Regions from separate parts of the Sus scrofa genome. Here all the other regions are linked to region 3. A link is a contact called in public Hi-C and HiChIP or PLAC-seq data. All regions are on one chromosome and are shown on one strand. Each heading gives the region's core, a stretch centred on a gene start, on an enhancer-like site or on the middle of the called end of the contact. The rest is flanking DNA. Distances are from core to core; before and after follow the strand shown. Region 1 holds the start of CYP51 (cytochrome P450, family 51, subfamily A, polypeptide 1). Region 2 holds the start of AKAP9 (A-kinase anchoring protein 9). Region 3 holds the start of GATAD1 (GATA zinc finger domain-containing protein 1). Region 4 holds the start of MTERF1 (transcription termination factor 1, mitochondrial).

Region 1 (5,371 bases), core at 341-2,840, 280 kb after region 3:
ACCTGAGCTAAGGAGGTGGCACAAGAATGGAGAGAACTTTTTTTTTTTTGCTTTCTAGGGCCACACCTGAGGCATATGGAAGTTCTCAGGCTAGGAATCCAATCAGAGCTGCAGCTGCCCACCTACATCACCAATCAAGAGATTCTGGCCACATATGCCACCTACACCAAAGCTCAGCAAGGCCCTATACTTAACCCACTGAAAGAGGCCAGGGGTCAAACCCACATCCTCATGGATACTAGTCGGGTTCATAATCGGCTGAACCATAACAGGAACGCCTGGAAAAACTTTTAAGGCGGTGGAATTACAGGACCTGGCGACTGATCAGCCATGAGGACCAGAGGAATAGGGCAATTTTGTGGGCGGTGCTGCCTTTCCTGAGAGGCACTGCAGGAGGAGCAAGGCGGAGATTTACGTTTAGTTTGGCATCAACTTTGAGTGTCAGATCTCCAGCCAGCGGTGTCACAACAGGCAATTAGCTATTACCGCTTCTTCCAAGAGGGCCTTGCCGAGTTTTCTCACTCCCTGCCGAATCCTCAGTGCCTAGCACGACACCTAGCTCTTAACGCTGATTAAATAAAGAAACGAATCTGGTCGGGAGTCTGTGACAGTCATCTAAAAGGAGGGTTCCATTTGGCAGTCATTTTCTATACATGTTCATTTGAAACCACAGGAGAGGATGAAACCAGCTCGACTGTAATCATAGGATTTAACTCCCGCTTAAAAACCTTTCTGGTCCTAAAAAGCTAGAATAATTGTCGTTCTTGGGAAATGTTGCCTGAAATAGGTGACGACGGCCTTGAACATTAAAGTTGGTTCGGAAAACCTGTTTTTGTATAACGCAGAATACTCAACAAGCGAGACTTGTTACCTTGAAGCGCGCTTTTGAACATCTATCAGACTGGTTTTACCCGGGGTGAGGTGGGACTGACATCAAATGTCCCACCTTTCAGTGTCTGGACGGCGTCTTTCACAAACTCCATTTTCATAAAACGTAGAGACTCCCCCAAATCCCAGGAAGCAGCCCAGGAGCAGGTTCGGCTGTGGCGGGTCCGCGCGCCCGGGCAAGGGGCGGTGCTTCAGACACCCGCCCAGCTGACGCGACATAGGCCGAGATCACCTCACGCGCGCGCGGTGCAATCACGAAGCGCGCTCCCCCTGCCCCACCTTCACAACCCTCGCCTTGAGATCCTTCCGCCCATCTCATCCCGGTCGCGTGACCTGGCGCCCCGCACCCAGCACACCCAAGTTGGGGTGGACCGCGATTCTGAGGTTATCTCCTCTTAGGCCACATTCTGGTCTGTCTCTGTACCACCCGTGCGACAGGTGCAGCATTATTCTTCAGGTCCTCTCTCCTGCGTAAGGAGATGACCGCGGCACGAAGTACAATTTATGGGGCGTGGGCATAGGAAGCCCCTCCCACTCCTGTGACGTACAGGGTGGTGCGTGAGGGAGCCGGCAGTAGGGGGTGCGGCTGGGTTCAGCAGGGGGCTTGCGGGCCGGCGCCGCTTTCCGACGCCCATCTGCTGGCTAGTCTCCCTCAGTGGTTTCGGAGGAGCCGCGGCGACCTCGGCCTCCAGAATCCCCAGCAAACTGACGTGAGGGTGGCGGCCGGGATGGTGTTGCTGGGCTTACTGCAAGCTGGGGGGTCGGTGCTTGGGCAGGCGATGGAGCAGGTAACTGGCGTCAATCTCCTATCCAGTCTGCTCCTCGCCTGCGCCTTCACGCTCATCTTAGTTTACCTGTTCCGCCAAGCCATCGGCCACCTGGCCCCACTGCCGGCTGGAGCGGTACGTCACCCCTAGGGGTTCAGGCGAGGGACGCTCCAATGAGGGCAGCTGCTCCGATGAGGGCGGCCGAAGGGCTAACGGGGGCCTGGGACAGCGGTGGTGCTGGGCTGGGCAGTGGCCGCGGGCGCGCTGGGGACTGGGGTCGGGGGAGGGTGGCAGTGGCACTGTCTTGGCGCTGGCGGTGGCAACTGCCTTGACCTTGCTGGACTTGGTGCTGGGTCGTGTTTATAGTGGTGGCCTCGTGTCTGGTCCTGGCCGGGGTCGAAGTGACCGTGATTTTGGTCGTAGTGATGGCTATGCTGGCCAAGGCACCGGTGGTCCTAATGGTCATGACCGGCGTAGCAGGTGAGGCGCTGAGCGTCTTGATGCTCTACTGGCAGCTGAAGGGGTGTTTTTGGCCCCCGGGGAGTGCAGGTCCTGGTGGTGTTATTAGTGGCAGCTTCAGTCCTGGTGGCCACCCTTCTGTGGCATAGTGTCCTATGGCGATTTCCATCAGTACCAGGGGGATGTGTTCAGTTTGATTTGAGTGGCTGTGGCTGGAGTGTTGTAGGGATCTTCCTATAATGCTAATATCAATTTCTCTAACTTAGTGGCTTTATTGACTACTAGCTTCATACGTCCTTAATATATTTGATGAATGCTTCCTTAACCAGCCAACACCAACTAGCTTTTAAAACTACCCTTTTACTGACAATGGAATGTACAAACCATTGACCAGGTAGCTTTTTCTTTTCTTTTCTTTTTTTTTTAAGGGCCACACCCAAGGAAGGGCATATGGAGGTTCCCAGGCTAGGGGTTGAATCTGAGCTGTAGCTGCTGGCCTATGCCAGAGCCACAGCAACGCAGGATCCAAGCCCTGTCTGTGACCTACACCACAGCTCACAGCAATGCCGGATCCTTAACCCACTCAGCAAGGGCAGGGATTGAATCGGCAACTTCATGGTTCATAGTCAGATTTGTTAACCACTGAGCCACGACGGGAACTCCCTAATATTTTAAGATTGCTGCTATTGTCTAAAGAGTGAGTTTGTAGAGCTCCTTACAAATTCACTCTTTGGACTCCTTGTAATGTGTGGAATACTGTCCCTTTTTATCATTTGACTGCATTGCAAGTTTGATTTCCAGAAGACTTCATGTTATAATCTGCAAGTCTCATTTTGGAGCATCTTAAATACCTTAAGTGCTAAGGTGTTCCTGCTAGAGCTGATCTGCTCCTCTCTTTACAATCAGTGAATCTAGCTCTTTTTTTTTTTTTTTTTTTTTTGTCTTTTGTCATTTTAGGGCCACAGCTGCAATATATGGAGGTTCCCAGGCTAGGGGTCTAATCGGAGCTATAGCTGCTGGCCTATGCCACAGCCACAGCAACGCCAGATCTGAGCTGCATCTGTGACCCACACCACAGCTCACGGCAATGCTGGATCCTTAACCCACTGAGCAGGGCCAGGAATGAAACCCACAACCTCATGGTTTTTAGTCAGATTCGTTTCCACTGCGCCAAGATGGGGGCTCCCTAGCTCATTTGTTGAGAGAAGCCTGAGATGTGTTCTGTTTACTGATGAATGTAGCTTCTTAAACATTTCCCTTCTTTCTATACCTCAAATTATTTTTTCCTCATACCTTCTTTATGCAATATTCTGGGACTGAATTTGAGAGTGGTGAAGAAGTGGTGAAGAAACTATAGTTTGACTTTTCTGTTTTCTTACTGCTAATGGTTAGGAATGTTGCCTAGTGGCCACTAACAAGACTGAATATATCCTGGGAAGTATTCAGCATTTATAATTGCAATGCCTTGGTGTTTGTCTAGTTATTTATCTTACACCAGGTTTTGATTTTCTGTTCTTTTTACTGTGGCTACTCTCTCCTAAGGTATTTGCAGTTTGGCTGTTAAGTTACTTTTGCTGCTTTATCTTTTGGTAACTCTTTAGTATTAAGGACAAGCTATCTTTTTTTTTTTTTTTCCCTATCATGTAAACTTAGGTATATTGTAATAGGAAATGTAAACTGCAAGGTTTTTTTTTGTTTTTTCCTGCAGAAAAGTCCACCATACATTTTCTCTCCAATTCCATTTCTTGGACATGCTATAGCATTTGGGAAAAGTCCAATTGAATTCCTAGAAAATGCTTATGAGAAGGTAAGTCTTTCAGATAATTAGTGGAAAGGAAATTAGTGCTTTCCCAATTTTCTTTTAAATGGCAGAACATTAAAAAAAAGTTAATCTTATGCTTACCCCTAGTGTAGGAAACAGCTAAAATTGGAGTGGTCTGGTTTCAGAGCTGAAGGGGCCTTGGAAACCCTCCTAGCATCTCCCATTTCCTGGGGTGATCTCTGAGAAAATCTAGTCCTGGAAACTATGATTTAAAAACCCCTGACCTCAATTTTCTATTCACTAATTATAGTTAAAATTGATAGGTGGACCCTTCTTTTTCTTAACCATGCATCTGTGGAATTTGCTAACCTGCTCTGCATGTGTTTCATGACTTCCAGTTGGATGACGCTCACAGCACTGTGGCCATTCAGCTGCTTTGCCCTTCTGCCCACTGAGCTTTCTCATACCAGTTCAGCCATTTACTCCACAGTCCCACTTTGGACTTGCTCTCACTCTTACCTGTTTAACCTCACAGTATTAATTTAGACACTATATTCTTAGACCACAACTTCTTCTCCTGCTTATCCTGTGCAACTCCTTCCTTTATAACCATTCTTTGACCTCATTAGGGTGTCCAGTCCACTGTCCCATTTCCTTTCTCTTGATCTCTCAGCCTTCTTTCTTTATGTTTCTTCTTTTTCCACTTTGGGACCATGGTCTGTCATTCAATACCTTACATTTCCTTGCCCCTGACTATTTGTTCTGCTTTACCTGGTAAAACCCCCAATGTTGGAGGGAGCCTAATAGTCATTTTTTCCTTCCTTGTACCAGATTAGGTCTTTCCTAATTTCGTGATTGCCTACCTTGAATGAAGTTTGAGCACTGCTCAACAACCCTATTATCTTTCTGTGGTTGGCTTACTTTCCCATTCATCTCACTGCCTGTTCAACCTTCACTTTTCAAAACTTCTGAATCTTTCTACCTTTCTATTAAAGCAGATGACTTTGTGTCCTCTTTAAAGAGTCATTAAATACCATCCAGTGGGAGCTCCCTCATGTTCCTAATTTCAAACATACAAACCTATTTATATAATCATATTCTCTTTTTTTCTATTACACTAATAATTTTTTTTTTCTATTTTAGGGCCATACCCGTGGCACATGGAAGTTCTCAGGCTAAGGGTCGAATTGAAGCTGTAGCTGCTGGCCTACACCATGGCCATAGCCATGCCAGATCTGAGCTGTGTCTGCAACCTACGCCATAGCTCATGGCGACACCAGATCCTTAACCCACTGAGTGAGGCCAGGGATCGAACCCACATCCTCACGGATCCTGGCCGGGTTCATTAACCACTGAGCCATGAAGGGAACGCCTAACTCTTTTTTTTAAATGATTTTTATTTTTTCCGTTATAGCTGGTTTACAGTGTTCTGTCAGTTTTCTACTGTACAGCAAAGTGACCCAGTCACACCTTCTTTTTCTCACATTATCCTCCA
Region 2 (5,329 bases), core at 933-3,432, 460 kb after region 3:
TTTTGATGATGCTGTTTTCACTCTATTTTCCATGTTCCTAGCAGTCTTCATATTACTGACTGTATAATATTCCATCACACTTATGTAATACAGTTTAGAAAATGATTCTCCTAATATTATCTTTGAAGGTTGTTTCTAGTGTTTTCATACTGTATAGCCAATGCTTGAGGAAACATATCTTGCCCTACAAGTCTCACAGATTTATTTCTGACTGGAAAACTATGGCTTAATTCTATAAGAAGATAATCTTCTACAATAAAAGTGAACATTTAAAGGAGATTTTAACCCCATCGGCAGAATTTTAAAGGACAAAAACACACATACAAAGAAACTAGAATTCCTTTTTTGTTGAATCAAAGCAACTTAAATGAATCCTCTATTGTGAAATGTGTTGTCCTAAGCATTTTATTTGGACTGCTTCACATATATTTAGGAAAGTATACTTCTGGAGGCAGGCTGTAAAAATTCTGAAGTAACAAAGAGCCAAGCAAAATGTCTAAGTAGAGCTTCAATACTTTTGTAGGGAAGGGCACACTTCCACTTTCTTGGATTCATAGATCGCGCTCATATACTCAGATTGCAGAAATTTAATCAACTTTGAGCATCTAAAGATGCCTTGATTCCCTTTTTCCTCCACGTATAGCTTCTAAAATAATGTCTGCCTGATAACATATAAGGACTTAAGCTTTGACCGTAGATAATATCAAGATAGTTTATATACTTACATTCATTTAAGGAACCTGTGCTAACCATCTACTACTGTATCTCTGCAATGTGTGCTTCAGGGATTACTGAAATCATAGACCCCAATCTCCTTAACTTGTTTATTTGGCAGGAGGGAAAGGTGAAGAAGAGAGAAGAAACAGTTAACTACATTATAATTTAATCGTGGTCCAAAAATGACTGCTAACAATCATCTCTAATAAAACAGACTATAATCTATAAACAGTAATTTCATTACAGGGAGGAAGGGGGCCTTAGAGTGGCCAAAAAAAAAAAAAAATACTCAAACATGTAATTTTTAAAAGAAATATCCTATTTAGGTTATATTTTGTCTTGCCAAATTTTTTGTGAAGCCAAGTGAATAATACCTGTGTATGATTTTGCGTTGTTTGCTTTACAGGTTTTTTTTCATACACATACATAAAACAGGGACTCAACAAGATTATATAGAGAGAGGTAAAATTCAATTTAAAGCGGGAATTCTATAGGTGTTGCTTAGAATATGGAACCCTTCGTCCCCTGAAGTTCCATTCACAGACTGCATTACTATTCCACACAATACAAAGCGCATGCCATGACAAAGACCTCCAAACACAAACATACAAAGCCAGGCTCCTAAAAACGCCCCTAAAGCGAAGTTCACAGCTGGCACTTGTGGCACACTCTTGCCACTGCTGAGGCAGCTGTCACAGGCCAATCACACACCCAAGAGTGCCAGCGTGCCACCTAAGAAAGCCTAGCTAATGATGAGCGTACAAATCCCTTACCGAATAAAGAAAAGCCCCAAATCCCCACCCTGAAGAGCACAATGCCTCCACTACCCAGAAAAGTCCCTAAGTAAAAAAAAAAAAAAAAAAAAAAAAAAGTGAAAGGATGGAAATTTATAAGCAATAAATACCAGATTAGAGCAATACGGTAAAAGAGGGATTTTATTTGGGCGTTCAAATGAGAAAGGAGCCACACCACCCAATCCTCACGGAAATATCCGCTAGGTAGTATAGCACTAAGCTTTTTCAATTGGAAAAGGGAGAGAAGAGGGCGAGGGGAAATGCGGACCCTGCAGCACCTCCCTCCCTGGCAGCGCACCGGTGCTGCAATATCTCCACTTCCCAGGCCCCCTCCGAACCCTTCCCAGCCACCGCCTCCCAGCGCAGGCCGGGCGGCCTCCGGTTCTCTTACCCTCGCTTTGCCGGCCTCCAGCTTCTTCTGCCTCTCTTCGTCCTCCATAGCTTCTGCGGGGAAGGCTGGGGGAAGACACGCAAGGGGTCAAGAGTAGAAAGGAAAGGTCGGTTCAGACGGAGGTGGGACCGCAAGCTCCACAGCCCCGCTCGCGGGGCCGGGCCGGCGCTCCTCCCCGCCCGGAGTGGAACCAGTCTCCTCGCTCACTGGCTGACAGTACTCGGCCGCACGAGCAGCGTCGTCACCGCCGCAGCCGCCATCTTCGTCTCCACGTAAACACACGGCGGGACGGGCGGGAGGGCGGGGGGCACGTCAAGCCGCGCAGCCGCCTCAAGCCTCGCGGCGCCGGGCAGGTGCTCCCGCGGCCCCGCCCCGTCCCGCGCGCCCCGCCCCCGCCGGCCCAGTGCTCAGCAGCCAGGGCGACCCCCGCCCGGCCTCCGATCCTCGCACCCACACCCGAAAAACTAGCTAGGAGAGCACCCTCGCCAAGGGCCGAACGCCACTCTCCAGGTGGCGGAGAGGGTTGGGAGAGAGGGAGTGTGCCAGGGGACCCAGTCGGACCCCCACCACTGTCCAAGGACTCAGTGGTCGTTTTTAAAGCCTTGAGATTTTGCAAATTTCTAAAGAAAAAATAAAACCCAAGTGCCTGATGGCGAAATTGGTGAAGGCTGAAAAGTCCCAAAGGAAAAGACGGGGGTAAGGGTGGATCGGGAAGAGGATCCACCGGACACTTTTTCAACCTAGATTGACTCCTCCACCCGAAGGACGGGGAAGGCAGCTAGCAGCTCTTATTGCGGAGGGCTGCAAAGACGGCTAGTAGCTCTTATTGCTTGCTTCCTTAGCGGAAAGTCCCTCTCCGATCTCGGGTTCATCCTTAAAGGCCCACCTCACACGCCGCCTGGAATAGCTTTTCTGATCTCTTTGTTCCCTCCACCGCAACCGGGAGTATCCAGCCTCATCTTAATCCCCTCCCACTCCTCCTTGGAGCTTGCCCTTAGTTATGGTGTCCTGAAATGAGCCTAGGCTTTGGAACCTAGGTTGAGGACAAAGCCAGGATAAACTTTCTAGCTTAGATGATCTTGAACCAAGTTACCTATCTTCCTTGAGCTTACCTGGAAGTTTTGGAAGGGTTGTTAATATATATGAGTTAACATGTGTTATATTAAAAAATCCTTAATGTCAGTTTCCTCTCTCCTTGTATTCCTGTATGCATACTGCGTGATATTTTAAAACCTTGCGCCCTTCTTAATTCACCTCATATACCTGACTTCTTAAGGGCAAAGACTATCTTGCTAATTTTGGCATTGCTAAAATGACTAGCGTAATGCTTTGCACCCAATGAACACTTGTTGGATTGAATTGAGCCACTTTAATAAATTGAGCATGACTCTCTTTCCTGTATTTTCATCTGTTCCCTCAATACTTTTTCCTTCTCATCATCTTACCCTCAAATCCATTCCTGGGGTGAACTACACTTTTTAATTTCTCAGGTTGATCATGTTTCTCCTTTGTTTTGGATTAGGCTGGACTGAAAAACTAGCAGGTATGAATTAAAATAAGCGGAGTTCAATCATAGAAGTGGTGTTAAGTGAAAACTAAGGTTTAAAAAAGAAAAGGAAAAAAAAAACTAAAGATCTAAAAATCTTAAGTCCACTACAAACTGAAGACTATTTTTAAATAGTCATAATTTAGAAATTCTTAGATTTAAAAAAGACTTTTTGTCCTCAGAATCCACAATGCATACATATTGCGCCAGTTTGTAATACCCAATATATTTTGTCCTGTTTTCCTAACCTGAATTGAGAAATGGGTGAGAATAAACATTTTATTAGAATAAAAGAATTGAGACAATAAAAGAAGAGATGATTTATTTAGTTGTCACCAAGCTAATCAGAGTAAAACCGGATCTAGAACCAAGTGTTCTAAAATGCACGATTTAAGTACTGCCTGGACAGAGGGATTGTGTTTATAGATTCTGATCCTCCAGGAGGAGGAAGCTCTACAATATCTAAGGTATTTCTGTTTGTTACTAGACACTGCTTTCTCAGTAGAACCTATTTGTTGCAGTGTGTGCTGAAATGTTCAAAAAACATTTCTGAAAATATTTGAGAGCCTTCTAAAGCAACAAGATTATTGCAGTGTTTCCCTTCACTAAGACTAGCCAGTTATACATGTCTGTTTTATACATAATAGGTGCTCAATAAATGTTGAGAGTTAATTGTGTGTTGACTTCTATTAGGAGGACAAGCATGTGGTGCTAGTGCACAGCTATCTCCTGATGGCAACTATTCATGTCATGCATGTCATGTTATATCATGTCACATCACTCATTCATTCATTCATTCAAGTCATTCCCTGAGAAGATACTTGAGCAAAGAAAGAGATGAGAGAGTGAGCAATGGAGATAAGTAAGGGATACAGCAAGCCTAAAATTCTTTTTTTTTTTTTTTTTTTTGCCTTTTGTCTTTTGTCTTTTTAGAGCTGCCCCTGTGGCACATGGAGGTTCCCAGGCTAAGGGTCTAATTGGAGCTTTTGCTGACCGCCTATGCCAGAGCCACAGCAACACCAGATCTGAGCCACTTCTGTGACCTACATCACAGCTCATGGCAATGCTGGATCCTAAACCCACCGAATGAGGCCAGGGATAGAACCTGAAACCTCGTGGTTCCTAGTTGGATTCATTTCCACTACACCTGATGGGAACTCCATATTGTTGATTTCTTAGGTCAAATAGATGAGTAGATCCTCTAAAGGGCAAAGTATTAGGGGAGTTTCCTGGTGGCCTAGCGATTTAGGGATCCCATGTGGTTACTGCTGTGGCTTGGGTCACTGCTGTGGTGTGGGAACCTTCATAGGCAGTGGGTGCAGCCCTAAAAAGACAATCAATCAATCAATATAAATTAAAAAAAGGGAATTTCAAATTACATATGTACTTTGCATTCAGGGCTCACACTATTTTTCTATTAGACTGTGCTGTTCTAGAGAGCCAGTTTAGATAGGAGAGGGATAGGATGACTGATTCTTGGAGCACTCCAACTCTAAGAGGGAGGGATGATGGGAGGAATTAGCAAATAAGAAGACTGAGAACAGTGGCTAACCTGGTAAGAAGAACTAGCAGCCAAATAAAGTGAAGGAGGAGGGAGTGATGAACTGTGGCAACTGCTGCTAATAGATTAAGTAAAATGAGGACTGAGAAATGACTACAGGATTTATTTTAGCAAGGTAAAGGGTCCTGGAGGTTTCCAGAGAAGTCATTGTAAATCAGTCATTAAATCCTACCAAGTACAAACACTGCTTCTATCTTTCTCAACACGGAGCCCCTGGAAGTCACTTCCAAGGGATCAGATTTGAAAAGGGGAATGATACCTATTTGTCATCCCTGATTGGAGTTACATTCTAGTGAGTCTTTGTAACATCCGTAAAATTC
Region 3 (5,792 bases), core at 76-2,575:
CATCTTACATTTTTTAATTTAAAAATATGTCTTCTCCCTTTTCCTTTAGTGGAAACTTTCTTTTCAGCAGCTGGAGCAGATTTGTACTTAGTGTTTCGGAGCCGAGCTGACCTCCTGTGAATTTCTTGCTTACTCTGTTACATAAAGAACAAAAAAGAAAGAAATAAGCGTAGACAGCCTGCAGTTCTAAAACAACCATCTTACAAGTATCCCAAAATATGTACTTTAAACCACATTTAAAAACTAAGGGTGCGCTTTTTCTTTTTACGCTGGGTAATCACTGAACTGGGCTAATAAAAACAGAAAGGGCACTGGACAAGCAACTCCAGAGCCGCTACTTGCAACAGGGCAAGGGGCCGCAATAAGAGTTAAGTTTAGGTCAAGGCAGGAACTGTTCATTTGTTGTGTTTGTAACCAAAAATCCTTGAAAACTCAGCTCTCCAAAGCCTGAGAACAGGTCAGGTAGACCACCTCCTGCAATGGAACACTTACGCTGCCACCGAAAATGATGACACGGTAATCTTAACAGCATGACATCAAGACAATAAACTTTATTAACAGGGAAAGAGGTCCAGCGGAACGACCTTGTTCACCTGTGTGCACATGTGTACGTGGAGATGTCTGGTTTCCATCCAAACATTACAATAGGGGCAATTTCTGAAAGGTTTTGGTTTTCTTACTTCTCTATAGACTTTCAATTTCTCACAAGAAAAGGTGCTTAAAAAGGGCCAAACCAATGACGATCTTCTCATCGGGGTTGGGAGTGGGCACAGCGATCCTGGGCTCCCACCGTTCCCTCCTCGCCCTCCTCCCGCCTGACTCGCAGCCGGTCGGCCTCCGCCGTCGGGAGGGGCCGCGGGAGCTCACCTGCTTGCCGCCCCCGCCCCCGTTGCTCTGCGGCGGGGCGGCCGAGGTGCTGGCGAAGGTGGCCGCGCCGAAGCCGCCTCCGCCGCCGCTGCCTCCTGTCCCACCGGCCGCCCCCGAGCCGGTGCCCCCGCCGCCCGCGCCGCCCCTGCCCGTGCAGTGGTGACAGAGAATCTCCCCCTGCGGGCCCTTCTTCCACATGGAGGACGACGTGGTCTTGCAGCCGCTGCAGGTGGGCTTCAGGCCCAGAGGCATCGTGGCCGGCTCGGGCGGCCCCCGCGGGCGCAGCGACACCGGAATGGCTCCCGCCGACCCCGGCGGCCCGCTGGCCGGCCCGCCACTCCCAGAAACGGAAAGAGCGGCGCGGGCGTGGCGCCGAGCTGTCCACGTACAGAGCGGACCGCGGCCGCTGCCCCCTGGAGGCAGGAAGCCGGTTCCGCCCGCGAAACTCAGCGCTGCAGCCCAGTGCGGCCAGCGGCGCCCGGACGCGAGGCCGGGGCGGGGCCTGGCCTGGGAGGGGCCTGGCCTGGGAGGAGCGCCCAGACGCCTGGAGAGGAAGCTTCCGGAGAGGGGGCGGGGCACGCGCGCCCCAAGGCCCGCCTGACCGGAAATGCCCTATCCGGAACTACTGGGAGCAGGTTGCTCCTCAAACATTTTGCCTTAGGCCCACGATTGGCCTGTGAAGTGCAGGACGCCCAATTAAATCTGAATTTCATTTAGGCAGGGAATATTTTTTTTTGTCTTTTTGTCTTTTTACTGCCGTACCCATAGCATATAGAGGTTCCCAGGCTAGGGCTCTAATCCGAGCTGCCCGCCTACGCCCCAGCAACGCCAGATCCGCTGCTGCGTCTGCAACCTACACCAGGGTGGATCCTTAACCCACTGGGCGAGGCCAGGGATGGTACCTCAACCTCATGGTTCCTAGTCGGATTCATTTCTGCTGCGCTATGACGGGAACTCCAAGGCAGCGAATAATTTTTTAACACAAGTGTACCCTAGGCAATATTTGTTGTTTATCTGAATGCAAGTTTAAGTGGACATCCCGTATTTTTGCTAAATCTAACACTCCTTAGGACACCTTTACACCCTTTAAAGTTGTGATTTAGACCCTCTCAGATGCTTTCGATTATATGGCTTATTTCATGGACATTTATGTATTAGGAGTTGAAATGTATTTTAAAACCTAAGATGCCACCCCTGCATTCATTGGCCCTGGAGTGAAGGTGTCATAAGCCCACAGATCTGAACAGTATGCCAGGGAAAGGATGAATAGAAATGTCAAATAGCTGGTTGGGCATTGTTGGGAAACAGATTTGGCCCTGAGAGCCCCGGGAAAGCCCTCCCTGGACCACTCGAGAACAGCTGGCCTAGGACAAGTGCATCATAATGTGGAAAGTAACATAATGTCTTTTCTATCAAAGGAAATCTTGATTACTCCATTTTGCTCTGGTTTCTGCTGGTTGAAATGCTTTCCTGCCACCACCTCCTCTTTCTTTTTCTCCCAGTAACAATTTGTTTCAAATTAGCCAACCAAGGAAATGTGCACCCTGACCTGACCAATGGGAAGGGGACAGGTGCAGCGCCTGTGTTAGGAATAAATAGGGAGGGTCCTTTCCTCTTTTTGCATGCTTTTTGGCTCTTTTTGCATGCTTTTTGACCAAGCATGCCCTTCTGCAGAAGTAAAGAGCCTTGTCAAGGTCTCCCCGTGTTCATGTGCCTTTTTCGACACTGACGATTCGAGCCATGTCTCCAACAATAAGAATCCTGCTCCCCTCTGCTACTGTCACTGGTAAGGACAGGCCTCCCCAGGGACAATCTCTCCTCAGCCTCTCTTAGAATGGCGGCTGCATACCTGTCTTCATGAGCCTGGGTTTTCTAGACTTGGCATTCTTGGACAGTTCTTGATGAGTATGTTAGTGGAGGGCTGGGAGGAAAGGAAGAATAAAACTGTATTGAATGGCTTATGATGTGAAACAGCATTTAGTGCTTATGCCAATCATGGAACAAGATATTATCCCTATTGTACTGTTAACTGATCATCAATGGAGGGACAGTGATTGGGTCCTGATGGTGACATGGCCACTGCTCTGGGAGGCACAGCTGGAGAGGCCTTGGAAGTAGCCCTGGGTCCCAGGCTGTGGCTCCCTCATCCTGGCTCTGAGTCTAGGGTTTTCCAATAGTAAAACAAATATTAACTACTTTCCACACAGTTACAGAGTTTAAGACCAATTGTGAAAGTAGCTGAGAATACGTATGTGGTGCTGTCTTCTCACTGTACAGCACATGCTGAGGGGTGTCTAGGTACTAAATTCCATGCTCCCTAATATATCTCCGCATCTAGTATACCTGTCTTTATAGCGCATCTCCAAATTCCTCCTCCTTCACTGAAAGCTTTGGCCCCCGGCTCACCAGCTTCCTCTCCACCACAGGACAACATGCTGAGTGGGGCCCATTTCCACATGTATAACCACCCAGCACCCTCTTTTCTCCATTCCTCCTCATTCCACCACCCTCCAGCTCCTGTCCTTGTCACTTCCACAGCTCTGGTCACACCCCCTCCCCTTCTGAGGTCCTCAGGAAGAACATTTTTTTTTCTTGTAAATAAATCTTTCTACAACCTTTTAAATTATAATACACATACTGTAAAGTATCCAACTGACTCGTGTACAGCTTGATTATCACAAAGTAACCACACTCAGGCAATCAAGAAATCATTACTACCACAAAAGCCCTTCTCTTGCCCTCTATTCACAGACAACCACTACATTGATTTCTAACATCGTAGACTTTGTAGATTCTGTTTGTCAGAGTAAAGAAGTTCCCTTCTATTTTCATCATGAATGTGTAGAATTTTATCAAACGGTTTTCTGTGTAAAATGTCCACAATGCTATTCATGTGTGGATTACACTGATAGATTTCTGAATGTTAAATTAGTATTGCAACTCCTGGGATGAACCCAACTTGGTCATCATATACTGTTCTTTTCATATATTGCTAGATTTGGCTTATTAATTTTTAAAAGATTTTTGTACCTATGTTCACAAGTGAAATAGGCTTATAATTTTCCTTTCTTGTCACATCTTTGTCAGACTTTGGCATCAAGGTCATGTCAGCCAAAATAAAGCTCAGTGACAAAGGAAACCATTCGAGGCTCCTTTACTTGCCGATATGAAAAGATCTCAGATATAATTAAGGGGAGAAGCAATTTATAGAACAATGTATGGAAGATGATCACTCTGTGTAAGTTTAAAATCTGTATGTGTGATGTGTACTCTTTTCAGTTATTTAGACAAAAACCTGTTCACAATTGATGTTAACAGAGCTGGTGAGGAAGGGGAGACTTTCACTTTTCTTTTTGCACCCTTTTGCATCATTTGAAATATTTTTACCACATCATGTGTTACTTTTCTTTAAAAAAAATAAAAAGAAGGGAAAGTATCAAATGGAAAATAAGGAAATAATAGGCAGTTTCTTGGCCCTAAAAAGCCTCTCCCAGCTGGATGACATGGAGCACAGTGGTGCACAAACAGTACCTAGTTCAAGGTCTGGCAAGCAGACCTCCTCTCTGCTGCTCAGTCCCTTGTCTGTAAATCAAGAAGAGTGTATTGCCCACTCAGGGCTGCGTGAAGATTTGATCAGTTGTCATGTGTGGCACAGTCTCCAGGCAATAAGTGGGGCTTCTCCTGCAAGCAGCAAAGCTATAGCATCACAAAACGCCTGTGCAGAAGTATTGGCATGACAAAAGAGTGGTGTGCTGCACGGAGAAATAGGACTACCAGGCAGAGATGCTGGCCAGGCCAGGGAGTGAGGGTGTCAAGTTGGGAAGTGAGACAAATGGGTAGGAGAAAAGGATTCAGGAGGACACGGTCAGTGAAGGCTCCAACCCAAACCCCTGCTCACAATTGTAGCTCCCGCTCTTCCTGAGGCTCCCTCATGGGTGCCTCAGGAAGAGTGGGAGCTACAATTGGCCAGGCCAGGGCTCCCTCAGGTGCCAAGGGAGATATCTTAGAGAGATACCTGGATTGGGGCCAGGGGAAGGGTTCAATTAGAGCACAGAGAGATAATTTAGTGCCCATGGGAATGTCTGAGAAAATTCTGCTGGTGGGGTATGTGTGTGTGTGTGTGTGTGTGTGTAAACAGACAAATACCTCCTCCTTCAAAAAAAAAGCAAATGCATAAAATACATCCCAGGGCTAGTTTCAGAGAGGTGCTGTCCATGTTTCGTGTCTTGGTGCCTATGGGCAACATAGGGTTCCTTGTCCACTCATTCGTAGCACAGCCTGTATATGTCAGGGGCACTCAGACTCCTTTACCTGCCTGTCATCTGAGGATAATGGGAGAGTGCACCTCACATTCTTGATGTGAGGGTTCAGTGAGTTAGTCCCTATGAGGTTGTAAAGAACTTTTTTTGACTTCTGGTCAGTGCCTGGCTTAATGTCCACCCCGAGGCTGATAAGACAGGAAGAGGCATTCTTTTGACCAGACTGGTCAAGTCGTTGGTTATACCCCCTGCCCCCTGGCACATAATCTTGGGAAAAATGTAATTAACTCAAGCTGCCTATTAACATGAACAAACTAGAGAGAGAGCTTGTGGACTGGACGGAGAGATAATGAGTGAGACCTAAGGAACTGCAAGAAGGGAGAAAGAGCCAGGGCAGGTATTCTTGCTGAACTTTTCATCTTCTGTGCTCAGGAGGGGCCCTGTCTCCCTCTACAGTCACACCTTCTGCATGATAACCCAACAAACTACTTTCTGTTTTGCATGTGTGCCCATGGTTGCACCCCCGTGGCTGGCCTCAGGGTGTTCACTTTGCCTGGAGTGCATCACACCCCACCCTGGCCATGTTCCCAGAATTGATTCAGGCATCACTTCCTCCAGGAAGCCTCCTGCCAGGAGTCACATGACACCACCTCGCCCACTAAGTCA
Region 4 (5,327 bases), core at 1,167-3,666, 510 kb after region 3:
AGAGGAGCAGACAGCACTTAGGCTGAGAGCAAGACCAATCCTAGAAATGAACTCCAGGAGGGCAGGGCTTTGTTTTCCACTGTATCCTCCCATCCTGAAAAAAAGAGTGGGAGGGTATAGTGACAGTGAATAAAAGAAGGCAAGGTACATACAGGTTCCAGTCTAACACACCACCAATGACAACCAAGTAGTAGTCATTGCTCTTATTGGAGATAATGACAAAGTCGCACAAATCATTAATGATTAAACCTCTGCAGAAGTATGAGAAGGAAAAAATTTATCAATAATACACCACCATAATCTAATCATTATTATACTTTCGTTATTCTTGTCAGTATTTCATAGCATGCATTTAAAATATATTTGGAAAAATGTTTTTGGAATCAGAAAATTTTGGATAGGAAATATGGAACTTATTTTCAAAAGAACCAATCTCCTTTGCCTATAAGGCATCACAAAAAGCAAATAGTGAAGTTGCTTAAGTAAGTCTGAAATAACCTTTGATAGGAGTTCCTGCTGTGGCCCAGTGGGTCAAGGATCCAGCGCCTTCTCTGCGATAGCAGGGATATGCTGTGTAAATCACAGTAGACTACTTGTCAAGGAGGTATAAAACATGCATTCTCTTGCTGGCTCCTACTCTAAGGGTTTCAGTGTCTCATCTGTAGAAGGAGAATTGAAGCTCCATAATTCCAAAGCTCTTCTTAAGTCTGAAGTTTAATGATTCCTACAAAAGAGATTTTACTGTTTTACATTCTGATTGTAAGGCAGTTTTTAGATATAATATTTACATATTTATGTACATAAAGTTATACATTTACATACACTAGTAAATATTAACTGGAATATAGGAGATCCTTCCATGCAGAAATAGATTTTAAAAATTCACATAAAGAGACCATTTCTAACTTTTCAGAACTTTTTTTTGGCCGCACTCGTGGCACATGGAAGTTCTGGTGCCAGGGATTCAACCTGGGCCACAGCAGCGACCCAAGCCGTGCAGTGATAACAGTGGATCCTTAACCCTCTGAGCCACAAGGGAACTCCCAGGACTATTTGTCTTTTAACCTAGGAGAACTGTAGTAAATAGTTTCACTTAGCAGATGGCCATTATTAGCAATTTAAAGACCCAAAGATAAACCTTTACTCCTATAAACCAACAAAAGGGAAGGTTACTTCAAAAGAAAGTGGCAACAACAAACCAGCTGGGAGTCATCTAGTGAAGATAAAACATTAATTGGTTTGTTGGTGCAGAAATCGGATGAAGAAAATTCTACGAATTATGCTCCTACACAGAGGAGGGTAATGCAGTAAATTCTTCCTTGCAGTGGAATTCAGGATCAACTTCCTTTGTTCTTCCAAGGGCCAAACTAACACTTTCTCCAGAAAATAACTTGGCATCCTGAGTATTATTTCACTGACCTATGCATAAACCTTCTTTTGGGGCTAAGAGTGAGACTGACGGGACCTGGAAGTTTTTAGGCAAAACCTTCAGAGGTGACAAAACCGCACTGGCTGAGAAGAGATGAAGTTTCTGTTGAAACTTTGATTTAAATAGCTCAAATTTGTGGAATTCCCATTGTGGCTCAGTGGTTACCGAATCCGACTATTATCCAACTAATATCCATGAGGACTGGGGTTTGATTCCTGGCCTCACTCAGTGGGTTCAGGATCTGGCATTGCCACGAACCGTGGTGTAGGTCGTAGACGTGGTTCAGTTCCGCAGTGCGGTTCAGTTCCGTAGACTGGCAGCTACAGCTCCGCTCTGATTTGACCCCTACTCTGGTAACCTCCACATGCCGCGGGTGCGGCCCTAAAGAGACAAAAAAGATCAAAAAATAAAAAATAAATAGTCCAGATTTGTCACAATTTCAAAACAATCAGAAGTAATTCATGTTGCACGCACTTAAATCGAAGCACACTAGAGTCGCTTCCCAGCCTGAAAGCTGCAATTGAATTCTGATTAGAAGCCACACTTGAGGATTTCCAAGGCACTTCAACAAGGAAATTTGGGGCTGTTCACAGGCGTTTTCCTGTACCAAACACCGAGGTGTTCAATCGCATCATGTTAACCACATTAATAAACATAATTATCCTATCAGGGTGCAAAATTCATGTATATAATAATGACTTTCCCATCGCTTGTCGCCTGCAAGCAATGGATCCCTGCAGCAACTCTCGGCCTAGGGCCGGGTCTAGAGAAATTTTATGGCCGCGCTCCGCCCTCCAAAATCCTCCCTTACCGCTCGGCTCCGGCGACCACCGCGGTCTCCTGCTGCCCCCTGCCGGGCTCCTCGCGTCAGGCTACGGAGGACAACCGCGCGGCCGCCGGAGGTGGGGGGGGGGTTACTGAGCCACGTTGTGACGTCACCTCTGTGCGCGGCCCTTGGCCGGAAGTTATTCTTATTCATTTCCGCTTTTCGGTCACGCTCTAGACGCCAGAGGCGGAAGTAAAGCCATGTACAGCGCCTGTTTACCGTCGAGGTGGAGGTCGGTGACTCGCTGCCGCTGTGCCTTTTGTTTTTAGAACCAGGACTGAGTGACTGTTATGGATAGCAGAGTCCCATTTCTGTGCAGCCCCTTGCAGTTTCCTTGTGGGAGGAAGAGGGATGGAAGAACTCGTGGAATAGAACCCGTGGAAATACCATAGTTTTGAGTTAACGACTCACCTGGTGTTCGAACCTTGCTTTCGCTAGTTGTCAAGCTAGTAAGGGGGCTCGGCGCTTTTTCTGATTTTGTAGTTTTAGGAATGATGCCTACCATTTAAGTTGTGGGTTTAAGTAAGATAATGTGTGTGAAGCACTTAGTTCTGGTTTTACAAATTATGCTTGTGATTTTGGTACCTTTTCCCTTCACACTGGGGCTTGTACTTGCCATTTTCTTTTAAGTATCTCTGAGAGATACTTGGTGTACCAGAGGTTATGCATCTCAAGAAGACATTATGCAGTGTTAGCTGAGATTGATCTCTTTAATTTGTTTTATGAGGTCCTGACGATATTTTGTACCCCTTTTTATTTTTCCATTTCTAGGGACAGCTGTTTTTCAGGTTTTTTTGGAGGAATGCAAAGTCCTCTATCCTTAAGACAAATGAGGTGAGAAATGCACTGCTGTAAAGATCTCCAAACTTAGTTCATTTTGTCAAAAGAAGACCAATTGGAATGTAGTATTCTGGAACCAGTAATTACCTATTTCCATTAAAACCTCCTTTGGGGAATTGTGTAGCAGAGGGGAATGTAAATCCTCTTTCACTCCTTAGACCTCACAAGTTGGAGGTACAGATACTTTCAGTATATTTGTTAATTTTGTTCTTTAGTCTTTGGAATAATGGCTTTGGTTATTTAAAAGTGTCAATTTGAGGGAGTTCCCTGGTGGCTCAGCAGTTTAAGAATCCAGTGTTGTCACTGCTGTTGCCAGGGTTCCATCCCTGGCCCTGAAATAGTTGCAGACTGAGGGTGTGGTCAAAAAAACCCAAAACAACAACAAAAAAAAACCCCAAAAACAAGCCCCCAAAAAGTCAGCTTGAGAGACAGATGGAAATAAATATGGAATATTAATTATTTTTGCTATTTGTAGATTGAAGCAGTTTGTGCTTCTTGCATTATACTGTTTAAATATTTATTCACTTTATTAGATGTAATAGAATTGTTTTGAATGGAGATCAGGTGCTCCATTGATCAAATCAATCAAATGAAATTGATATTTATCAGGCTTAAGTTTTTGTTGAAAACTGAAAAACAACTGTATTCCATCCCCCCCCCGTATATATTAATGTCCCCCTCCCCTTCTTAGGTAAGTGGTATTATCTTAGCCATACTGTTAAGCAGTTTGCCACTTAGAATATCTTGGACATCTTTCTTTTGTGTTTGATCAGTCTTAGTTTTTAAAGTTGACTGTATAGCATTATATTGTATAGATATACCACAATTTATTAATCATTCTACTATTGGGGACCATTTGGTTTCCTTCTTTTTTTTGCTATGACAAATAATATTATAATGGTCTTTTTTAAAAATAAGAAATGTGTATTATTTTTCTTTATTTTCTTTGGATAATCTCCAAGAAGTAGAAATGCTGGGTTAAAAGAACAGATGGTGTCAAATTCCTTTCCAACAGTGATATGTGAGAATTTTTCCCGTTTCATATGTTCACCAACTGTTGATAATCGTTACCAATGTCTTCAGGCTTACCTGGGGCTACTCATCCTATTTTTGGGGGTCAGTTTATTGCATGTATAGTATTGCAATCCAAACACATTTTTGTAGCTAGTTCTAAGTTCAGTTTAACTCTTTTTTTCCCCGTATAAATGGGGTACTTAGTTTTAGATTCCTTAGTAACAAGTTGCTATAAAAAATGATTTACTTAAATATTAAATATTTAAGTTAAAAATATATAGGAAGATATATTTGAATGAAATCCAGAACTGTGGATAGACATTAGGAAGATGGGCCTTTTTGAAAGAAGGAACAACTTAAAGGCAGGGAGACAAGAATGACTGGTTAAGAATGTTTAAGACCAGAAGTTTGAGAGTGGTGGTGCTTGGTTATGAGGTAAAATAGAGGAGATGGATAGAATGGTCAGTGTGAAGATTTTACCTTCTTGGCGAGAGCTGCAGAGGTCTTTAATCAGGGAATGGGGGACACACTCATATTTGTTTTGCAGGTATACTATGGGAGCAGTTTTGAATCACAGATGTTAGAGAGGCTGTTATAGTCTGAGTGAGAGAATAGCAAAGAGTAGAGAGGTTGGGTTTCAGAGATACTGAAGAAGCTGAATTAATGTTTTGTCAGTTTCTGCTCTACAGCAAAGTGACCCAGTCATACATATGTATGACAGAACATTGTAAATGAACTATAATGAAAAAATTTAAAAAAGGAGCTGCAGGTACATGGTTCGATGACTGGGGTTGAGGAAAATAAAAGCAAAGCTTTTAGGGTTTTTTTTTTTTTATCATGTGTGACTATTAGGAAAGTAGTAGTGATTACATTAATTAGAGGAAGGCTAGTTTATTTAGGGGGTGGGAAAGATGCTCACTTTGGTTTTGGATTTGTTAATTTATGTGGAAGATATTTTCATGGAAAACATACTCAATAAAATCCTCCTATGACAGAGTTAGGAGAAACTTTACTACTCTTAAGAAATTTGACATATATTTTTATTGAGTTTTAGTTTGTCATTAGAAAAAGTAGAAATTTTAGGTGTTCGCATTGGTGCAGCGGAAATGAATCTGACTAGTATCCATGAGGATGCAGGTTCCATCCCAGGCCTCCCATAGTGGGTTAAGGATCCGGCGTTGCCACGAGCTGTGGTGTAGGTCACAGAATCGGCTCAGA

What was found. Hi-C and Micro-C count contacts between places; a contact is called where the count stands out from the background. HiChIP or PLAC-seq counts read pairs in DNA pulled down with a chosen protein or histone mark.
Region 1: a contact with region 3 is called in a Hi-C map of liver, with 6 times the contacts expected there. The contact joins the promoter of CYP51 here to the promoter of GATAD1 in region 3. A contact is called at or near these places in 1 of 5 promoter capture datasets (fetal liver), 2 of 47 Hi-C or Micro-C datasets (liver and skeletal muscle) and 1 of 2 datasets of contacts at active chromatin or transcription factors (alveolar macrophages).
Region 2: a contact with region 3 is called in a Hi-C map of liver, with 3 times the contacts expected there. The contact joins the promoter of AKAP9 here to the promoter of GATAD1 in region 3. A contact is called at or near these places in 1 of 5 promoter capture datasets (fetal liver), 1 of 47 Hi-C or Micro-C datasets (liver) and 2 of 2 datasets of contacts at active chromatin or transcription factors (alveolar macrophages and skeletal muscle).
Region 4: an H3K27ac HiChIP or PLAC-seq map of skeletal muscle shows a contact between it and region 3, with 13 times the contacts expected there. The contact joins the promoter of MTERF1 here to the promoter of GATAD1 in region 3. A contact is called at or near these places in 1 of 47 Hi-C or Micro-C datasets (skeletal muscle) and 2 of 2 datasets of contacts at active chromatin or transcription factors (alveolar macrophages and skeletal muscle).

Annotation. Positions count from the first base shown.
Region 1 is chr9:72,075,366-72,080,736 of Sscrofa11.1, reverse strand. CYP51 (cytochrome P450, family 51, subfamily A, polypeptide 1) reads left to right here and starts at 1,590. Exons shown (of 10, transcript NM_214432.1): 1 at 1,590-1,790; 2 at 3,823-3,921. The coding sequence starts at 1,617. LOC102158687 (a long non-coding RNA gene) reads right to left here and starts at 1,008. Exons shown (of 3, transcript XR_002347031.1): 1 at 872-1,008.
Region 2 is chr9:71,892,488-71,897,816 of Sscrofa11.1, reverse strand. AKAP9 (A-kinase anchoring protein 9) reads right to left here and starts at 2,182. Exons shown (of 50, transcript NM_001253824.1): 1 at 1,903-2,182. The coding sequence starts at 1,950.
Region 3 is chr9:72,355,854-72,361,645 of Sscrofa11.1, reverse strand. It overlaps GATAD1 (GATA zinc finger domain-containing protein 1), which reads right to left and starts at 1,325. Exons shown (of 4, transcript XM_021102379.1): 1 at 868-1,325; 2 at 9-134. The coding sequence starts at 1,119.
Region 4 is chr9:71,850,949-71,856,275 of Sscrofa11.1, reverse strand. MTERF1 (transcription termination factor 1, mitochondrial) reads left to right here and starts at 2,416. Exons shown (of 6, transcript XR_002347027.1): 1 at 2,416-2,487. LOC102157861 (a long non-coding RNA gene) reads right to left here and starts at 2,331. Exons shown (of 3, transcript XR_305521.3): 1 at 2,241-2,331; 2 at 499-724.